Linked DNA regions of Macaca fascicularis: region 1 is linked to region 2. A link is a contact called in public Hi-C data. All regions are on one chromosome and are shown on one strand. Each heading gives the region's core, a stretch centred on a gene start, on an enhancer-like site or on the middle of the called end of the contact. The rest is flanking DNA. Distances are from core to core; before and after follow the strand shown.

Region 1 (3,727 bases), core at 1,218-3,717, 140 kb after region 2:
CTCACAGCATCAAAATGTGCCTTGAACACAGCATTTGCTTAGTAAATATTTGGGGAAGCAAGAGAGAAAATTACCATGGTGGTAATAATATAAAAAGAGATTGTGATATTATACAAGAGAATATAAATATGTAAGTTAATTTGTTTGCCATGACAAAAGTACTTCTTATATTCATTCATTCATTCATTCATTCATTCATTATCCATTCATTGAACTTCTGCTGGTGTGAGAACAACTGGTGCCATTCTGGTACTGGGCTGTAGCAATGAGCACAAGAGTCCCAGGGCACATGGAGCTCTCCAGCCCAAGTGTCCAATGTTAAACTATTAAATATATTCAAAACGATCTCATTTCTATTTTGACAAGTATCATGACAGAGAAATATACTAGAGAGCAGATAACCATGAAATCTGATCTAGTCCAAGGACATGGTAAAAGGATTCTGGAGAAAATGCTATTCGATCTATTATCGAAGGGATTAGTAAGATTTTAATACCAAGATAGGGAGTCTTTTAAAGTATGTCAACAAGGCCAGGCGTGGTGGCTCACACGTGTAATCCCAACACTTTGAGAGGCCGAGGTGAAAGATTGCTTGAGCCCAGAAGTTTGAGACTAGCCTGGGCAACACAGAGAGACCTCATCTCCACTCACAATAAAAAAAATTAGCTGGGCATTGTTACTCTAACCTGTGGTCCCAGCTACTCGGAAGGCTGAGGTGGCAGGATCGCTTGAGCTGGGGAGGTCGAGGCTGCATTGAGCCGAGATCAGGCCGCTACACTCCAACCTGGGCTACAGAGTGAGATCCTATTCAAAAAAAAAAAAAGAAAAGAAAAGAAAAGAAATGAGAAAGCTGTGCAAAAATGTAGGGACACTTCTTCAGCAAAGCATCATTGAGAAGGGTAAACCAGAAATGGTATAAAGTACAATAGAGAATAAAAATAAATTAAAAATGATTATATCTCCATACACAGAGTAATAAGGTCATTCCTAAAATCACAGGTCTGATAAATGATTTCAAAGTTGAGCCTACAGTCTAGTTTGTTTAGAATGATTCTGTTTTTTATAAAATATATTATTGTGTATATGTACACAGAGAAAAGTATCAAAAAGTCAGTGTTATCAGTGGGTAATGGAATTATACAGAGTGTTTTTTATTTGTATATCTTTATTTCCTACTTCTTCCACATTAAACATGGACTAGTTGCATGATAAATTGAATTTTTAAAATGCTTGAAGGTGAAAGTGAGGGAAATGAAACTGATGATTGACAATGGGGGAAAAAGGAGGTAAAATACAGTGACGTATTTTAGTAAAAGGAATACAGTTGCCTAGGGGGCCTCCTCATCTTTCAAGAACTGTTAATCCTGTTCTGAGAGCTGGAGAGAGAATATATATCCTGACCCAAACCAGTAAACCACAGTTTGAGAAGCAGCAGAGCTGTTTTCACTGAAGTAGGCAATTGGTTAAAAACAGAGAGGACTATAATAGTAATTTTAATAATAATAAACACAGTTGTCACTTATTAGGTTTTTACCAGATGCTTGTACTTCATTTAGATTTTCTTTTTTAATCCCCATAGCAACCCTAAATTATATCACAGATGCAAAGGTAAATTGAGTAACTTGCTCAAAATCATACAGTACTGAGAACAGAACCCAGGACAGAATACAGTAACAGAACCTGGGTGGTCTGGTAACACAGCCTGCCCTTGCACTCATACTGTACAGTGCGGTTACTAGACTTGTGGCCATTGTCATGCTGTCTTCTCATTAGTATGCAATATTCACTTGACTGAATTCCTTTTTAGCTAAGAGAAATATTATAGGGCATGATCATTTTAGGTTATTAAGGTGTCTAACTCAATATGTAAACTCCTGAAAAGAATTATGTTTTTTTCAGATAATCTCAACATTTCAAAAGACAACACATTCGAACTACTTCCTCTTCCCCCCCAACTTTTATCTAGTGTCTGAAACCACATGACTAGTGTCCAAAGAGTGTTTTAGTAAATTAGAGTCACAGTGATCACAGTGAAGCCTGATTCCAATCCTGCTGTGGTGTTTCTGGCAAATGATTATTTTCTGGTAGAGCTTCCTCTACACATAGACCAGATGCAACTTGTATTTTTAGAAAACTGAATGGTTATTCTGAAAACTCTTTTTAAAACTACATTATTAAAAACCACATAGACTATGTTCTTTCCTTTGACCTAATAAATGATAGGAACAATATCTAGTGTCAGACTTTTCCTTATTCATCAGACCTTCAGCTTGTTTCTCCTCCCATTGACTTACTAGCAATAATGGCAATAAGCATTAAGAACAGAAAATGTGTCATCCTGTGGGTCCTGTTTTGGATTTTCATTAACCATGGTAATTGTCTGTAGATCTGTGGCAACCTGCACTGAACGAGGCATGCAGTGTTGTGATGAGCGTTCAGATCTGTGTCTCTTGGCAAAACACTTGGTTGGTTGTGTTTCCCGTGGTGACCAAAGTACTCTCACCGTGACATGCCTTCTTAAAAACAAAAACCCAGAGATCAAAACATGTAACCTTTGCAATTTGTGCAATGTTAGCACAAATCATGTAATATATAACACTACATTTAATAAACAGATTATACATTTATCATGTAATATATACGCTATATCACTCTTTTTACAAATTGACCTTTTATTTCAAAGTAAGTTTCTGTCTGATGAAAGAAGATAATTACAGTTCATTGCCTGTTTTTGGCATATGGAAAATTGATACTAGTTGACATTGACCTTGATTGGATTTGGCTTACGAGAAGACCATAATTTTCATCAACTAAGACATTTAAAGTATATTTTTAGAACAAGAAGGTTATATAAATATATCAACAAATGCATTTGATACAAAACAATGCGCCAAAAAAACCAAGGAAGCAGCTGTTTTTATGTCGTCCCCGGGTTGGGGTCACATCTCTAATGGCATATAACCTCCCACACGATTTCAGACTCGGCAGTGTCGGGAGTGCTGTTGGAAAGCTGGGCCTGAGGAGACAGATTGAGGACGGAGATTTACTCGGTGTTAGTTTCTGTGTCACAGCTTCCCGTCCATTTAACTCTTGATCCGTTTTCCAGAAGTGCTCACATCGCAGTAGGCTCCCAGAGCTGGAACTTGAGATGCATCTTTGGCTTAAATTACAAGTGAAATAGAATGTAGTGACCATTTACCCTGGTCTAAAAGAACATCAGTGAGATTAGTCTCACTGGCAGGGGCGTGGGGACTGGGTTGGCAGAAGCGCCGTGTAGACGCCGGCCCAGGCCTCTGCCATCGCACACTGAGCCCGACCAGCTCCCACCACCCCCTTGCCGCCTACTGACCGCTTCACCAACTGAAGATGGCTCACTCTTCTTTTTTTATGACAAAAATTTACCCTAAGGTTTTTCACGCTGATTTTTTCCCCTCAGTCTTCCACTGAAAAATAAAAACTTCGTTTATGTGCATAGTCATAATATTTTTATCCGAAATATCAGGGATAAAATTTGGATTTTATGGTACAGTCATAATTCTGAAAGATGGCTGAATCACTGCCTTCTTTAGGGACTGTAATATGACTTACAGCCTTTTATGATTTTTCAAATGGCACCAGTAAAAGGGATGGGTGTTGATATTTGTGGGCGTCGCAGCAGAGGCTTCTTACACCTGATTGCTGCCACCCTTGCTCTGAGGTGCATTTCGGACAAGTAGGGAAGTAAAGT
Region 2 (3,673 bases), core at 419-2,918:
GGCTCTAAAATCAGAAGTCAGGTTCTCTGACTCTCAGTCTAGTGTCCTTTCCATCACAAACAAGTGCTTCTGAAGGTAAGGTAAAATGACTGGAGTCTTCCTACGCCTGGGGTCTATGCTAAAGAGTCTTAGTTTTTCCTTGAATGGATAGGATGGAATTATTTGAATTATTTTATTAGACCTGCATTACAAATTTTTTTAGCATGGCAATTTTCATCAATTCTAATTTCTCAGTTATCAAAATACAATTTATTAATGCTAAAATCTCCAGTCCTTATCAAAGGGCAAATTAATTTGAATACCAGACTAATAAATTGCTTTTTAACCTCTATTCACCCATCTCTCCGCTTTCGTATCTTTAACCTATCGAATGACTTACAAATTTTCTATTTCACTCTTGACCTCTTTTCTGAATTTCAGTTTCATATTTCAGTTGCTGCATCTCTACCTGTTTTTACTTCTATGACCTCAAACTCAACATGAAGCCAGCTTCCCTTTCACGTATTCCTATTCCTGTCAATGACACCATCATTCTTCCAGTCATCCAGGTCTGAAATCTTGGCATCACCTCTCCTCTTCTTCTCTTCTAAATCTTGCCGCTTCTCTTCTAAATCTTGTGGGTTACCAATTTCTGTGCCCTCTTGCTGAAATATTTAATATTTCTCTCAATTCCATTTCTTCTTGTTTTTTTTTTTTTTTTTTTTTTTTTTAAAGACAGAGTCTCACTCTCATCCAGGCTGGAGTGCAGTGATGCGATTGTGTTTCACTTCAGACTCGACTTCCCCAGCTCAAGCGATTCTCCCACCTCAGCCTCCCAAGTAGCTGGGACTATAGATGCGTGGCACCACACCGGGCTAAGTTTTTGATTTTTTTAGAGATGAGGTCTCACTATGTTACCCAGTCAGTTCTCAAGTGATCCCCTCAGCTTGATCTCCCAAAGTGCTGGGATTACAAGCACCACACCCAGCCCATTTCTTTTTTTTAATTCCATTTCCTACACCCTAACTCAGGTCCTCATGATCCCACAACCGGGTGGTGACAATATCTACCACTCATCCTGGTCCCATCCTAGCAACCCAAGCTACAACTACTGTGGACTACTCTCTCAAAATTACAGTTTAAACAAAAACACAAACACCCATTTCACCCCTTTGATTCTAATTTTTCACTGCTCCCCGGTGTCCATGGATAATAAAATTCAAATCCAAACTCCTGGATAATGTTGCCTATGCCTTGCCACCTCCTCGCACTTTTCCTTCACAAAACCATCCTCCCCAATCAGAAATTTCTTTTCTTCCCAACGCCCACCTCTACCTTTGGCTTAGGCCTGTAATGGACTCTGGTTCCTCATCTGAACTCTGCTCTGTTAAAGTTACCAACTACAGCAGCGGACCACGGCCCCTCCTCAAAATTCCAGAGGTACCTACTGATCTTTCTAGGGAGGCAGCCTTCAGACCTGTGTTCCCAGAAATCTCTACGTTTGTCCCTTTCCCAACTAGAGAATTAACTCTTGCAGGGCACAAAACAGCCTCTATTTCTTTGCGTCCCCCGCGCCTGTTTGTTGAAGACTGAGTTGAAGGAGTAGCAGGTGGTGTTAACTCGTCAAAAAGATGGTGGCCAGGGGGAACACCCCCACAGCTCTCCCCCGACAGCAGGGCAGGTGTGCCTGGGGGCCTCGGCGGGTGCCGGGGCGCGGGGCGGATGGTGCCCCCGGGCGCAGGCCAGGGAGGCCCAAGCGCCTTCCCCACGCCCCGCTCGCCCGCGCGTGTGAGGGGAGGGCTGCCCGGCCGTTCCGCGCCGGGAGGTAGGTGGTGCTGTTGCCGTGACTGTCTTCCTCATTGGCGCCGGGCAGAGAGGCGGAATGTTCAACTCCTGACTCCGGCGGAAGCGTGGGAGCCGCGCGGGCCGCTGTCGTTCCAACCCCCGCCGCCCTCGTCGCGCGCGGGGCCTCCGCGCCCCCGGCTGCTGCTCGCGCCCGGCCTGGGAGCCAGGTAGGGTCCAGGCTGGAGCCCGCGGAGGGCGGGGAGGGAGGGGGCGAGGCCCGCCGCGCTCGCGAGTCGTCCTCGCGTCTTGGGGCCGAGGTTCCGCCGGGGCCCGGGAGTCCAGGCGGCCTCTGGATGCTACTTGGGGCTCCTCTCCCTGACCCAGGACCCGCGCGGCGGCGGCGGCGGCCGGAGCGAGCATTCGCCGCGCCGGAGGAGTCCTCGCGGGACCTCGGCCGCGGCGCCGCCAAGTGCGGTTCGGGAAAGTTCGGGCCAGTCCCACGGAGAAGTTGGTGCCTGGAGGCGCGGGGCGCAGGCCGGAGCGGCTCGGGATTCCGCGGCCCTGGGCGTGCGGCACGGGCAGGGGCTCTGCAAACAGGAGAGCCGGCCAAGCAGCGGGTGGTTGGGGCACTGTCGGGAGGGGAACCGCGAGGCCCCCAAATCAGGGCAGGATGCAGGCCACTTCCCAGCACTCGCTGTGCGTGCGAGGAGGGACGACGAACTTCTGCTTTTCTAAGAACTCGGCCGCTAGCGGTGTTGCTTTCCATCCATTTTCTTTCATTCTGTTTTCCTCACGTAATTAGGCCATGCGAATAACCAGCAGGAACAATGAACACTAAAGATTAGTTTTACAAACATGCGTAAATGTATCCAGAGCCACCCAGAGCCGCCGCTCCCCGCCCTTCCTTCGCCGGGCTTGGGCAGCGTGGCGCGCCCGCCCTCTCGGGCTTCCCCCTTTCCTCCCACCGGAGCCCGGGTTGTCCCCTTTGGCGACCCTCAGGCAGCCGTCTTTTTGTGGGCTCCCAGACCTGCACCAGGCCGAGAAGTACTTACCCAGGCCGCCGCCTCGCCTGGCCTCGCTTGCCCATGACAGCTTTCAGAAAACTTTAATTCAGGACTGGCTAGATAACATCCGATTGCCTAAAAAAAATTTTTAAAAAGATTATCTCTGTTAGATCGCCGAAAATGTTAATGTTTCTGATGCGCTTTGAGATCGCGCATAAGCACTGTTTATGGGGAACTTAATTACTATTTTTGTTAGTTTCTGTAATAATGAAAGCAACACAATTTAGGGGCCCATTCCAAGTATAGTACAGTAAGCAGCTCATTAATAATGGTGTGTGAGAATCGTCTTACAGAGTGAATTTGAGGATATTTGAATTAAGATTGTTGAAAACAGTACCTACTTTAACCCCAAAGCTGTTTTAGGAGAGACTTCTTGTTTCCCTGACCTTCCTTGAAATTAACAGCTAGGATTTAGTGGATCCAAACCTCCAAACACGTTTAAAGACAAAAATAAACAAGTGATTCAAGGCTAATGTCCTCCTTGTAGTAGGCCTCTCTCCACAGTGAAATTTCACTTGTTTTTCAATTTTCAAAAAAAAAAAAAAAAAAAGTGATGGCTGCATTTTAATTATGTTTATGGTCATTTGCAGAGTCTTTGTTTTAAATTCCTGCTACTATAGTGAGAGATTTAGGAGACTGTAAATGAATACGAATTTAGTTTGGGAATAGAGAATTAAGATAAAAATAGTCTTTTGGACCCCTGCAATGTTTATTTTAATCTTTCACAATTTAATTCCTATAACTTTTTGAGATTATTTGGGGGAGTTTTTTAACTGCAAAATATTGTTGTTTAAATAAAAAAATTTAGTGATAATAATTCCAGAGTAAATGACCATGATGCAATT

What was found. Hi-C and Micro-C count contacts between places; a contact is called where the count stands out from the background.
Region 1: a Hi-C map of liver shows a contact between it and region 2, with 1.7 times the contacts expected there. The contact joins the enhancer-like site here to the promoter of MAP3K20 in region 2. A contact is called at or near these places in 2 of 2 Hi-C or Micro-C datasets (liver and skeletal muscle).

What each region holds. Positions count from the first base shown.
Region 1 is chr12:68,746,569-68,750,295 of T2T-MFA8v1.1, forward strand. The region is part of intron 10 of MAP3K20 (mitogen-activated protein kinase kinase kinase 20); the gene reads left to right. Among named protein-coding and RNA genes, the nearest start is that of CDCA7, 140 kb to the right of the region's middle. Within about 2 kb of position 2,468, at least 1 of the 6 cell types and tissues checked has an H3K27ac peak or open chromatin away from gene starts, as enhancers often do. A contact at or near this core is called in liver, where this site is marked.
Region 2 is chr12:68,609,141-68,612,813 of T2T-MFA8v1.1, forward strand. MAP3K20 (mitogen-activated protein kinase kinase kinase 20) reads left to right here and starts at 1,669. Exons shown (of 20, transcript XM_065525653.2): 1 at 1,669-1,804. LOC123567913 (a long non-coding RNA gene) reads right to left here and starts at 3,230. Exons shown (of 3, transcript XR_006691071.2): 1 at 3,170-3,230; 2 at 2,817-2,903.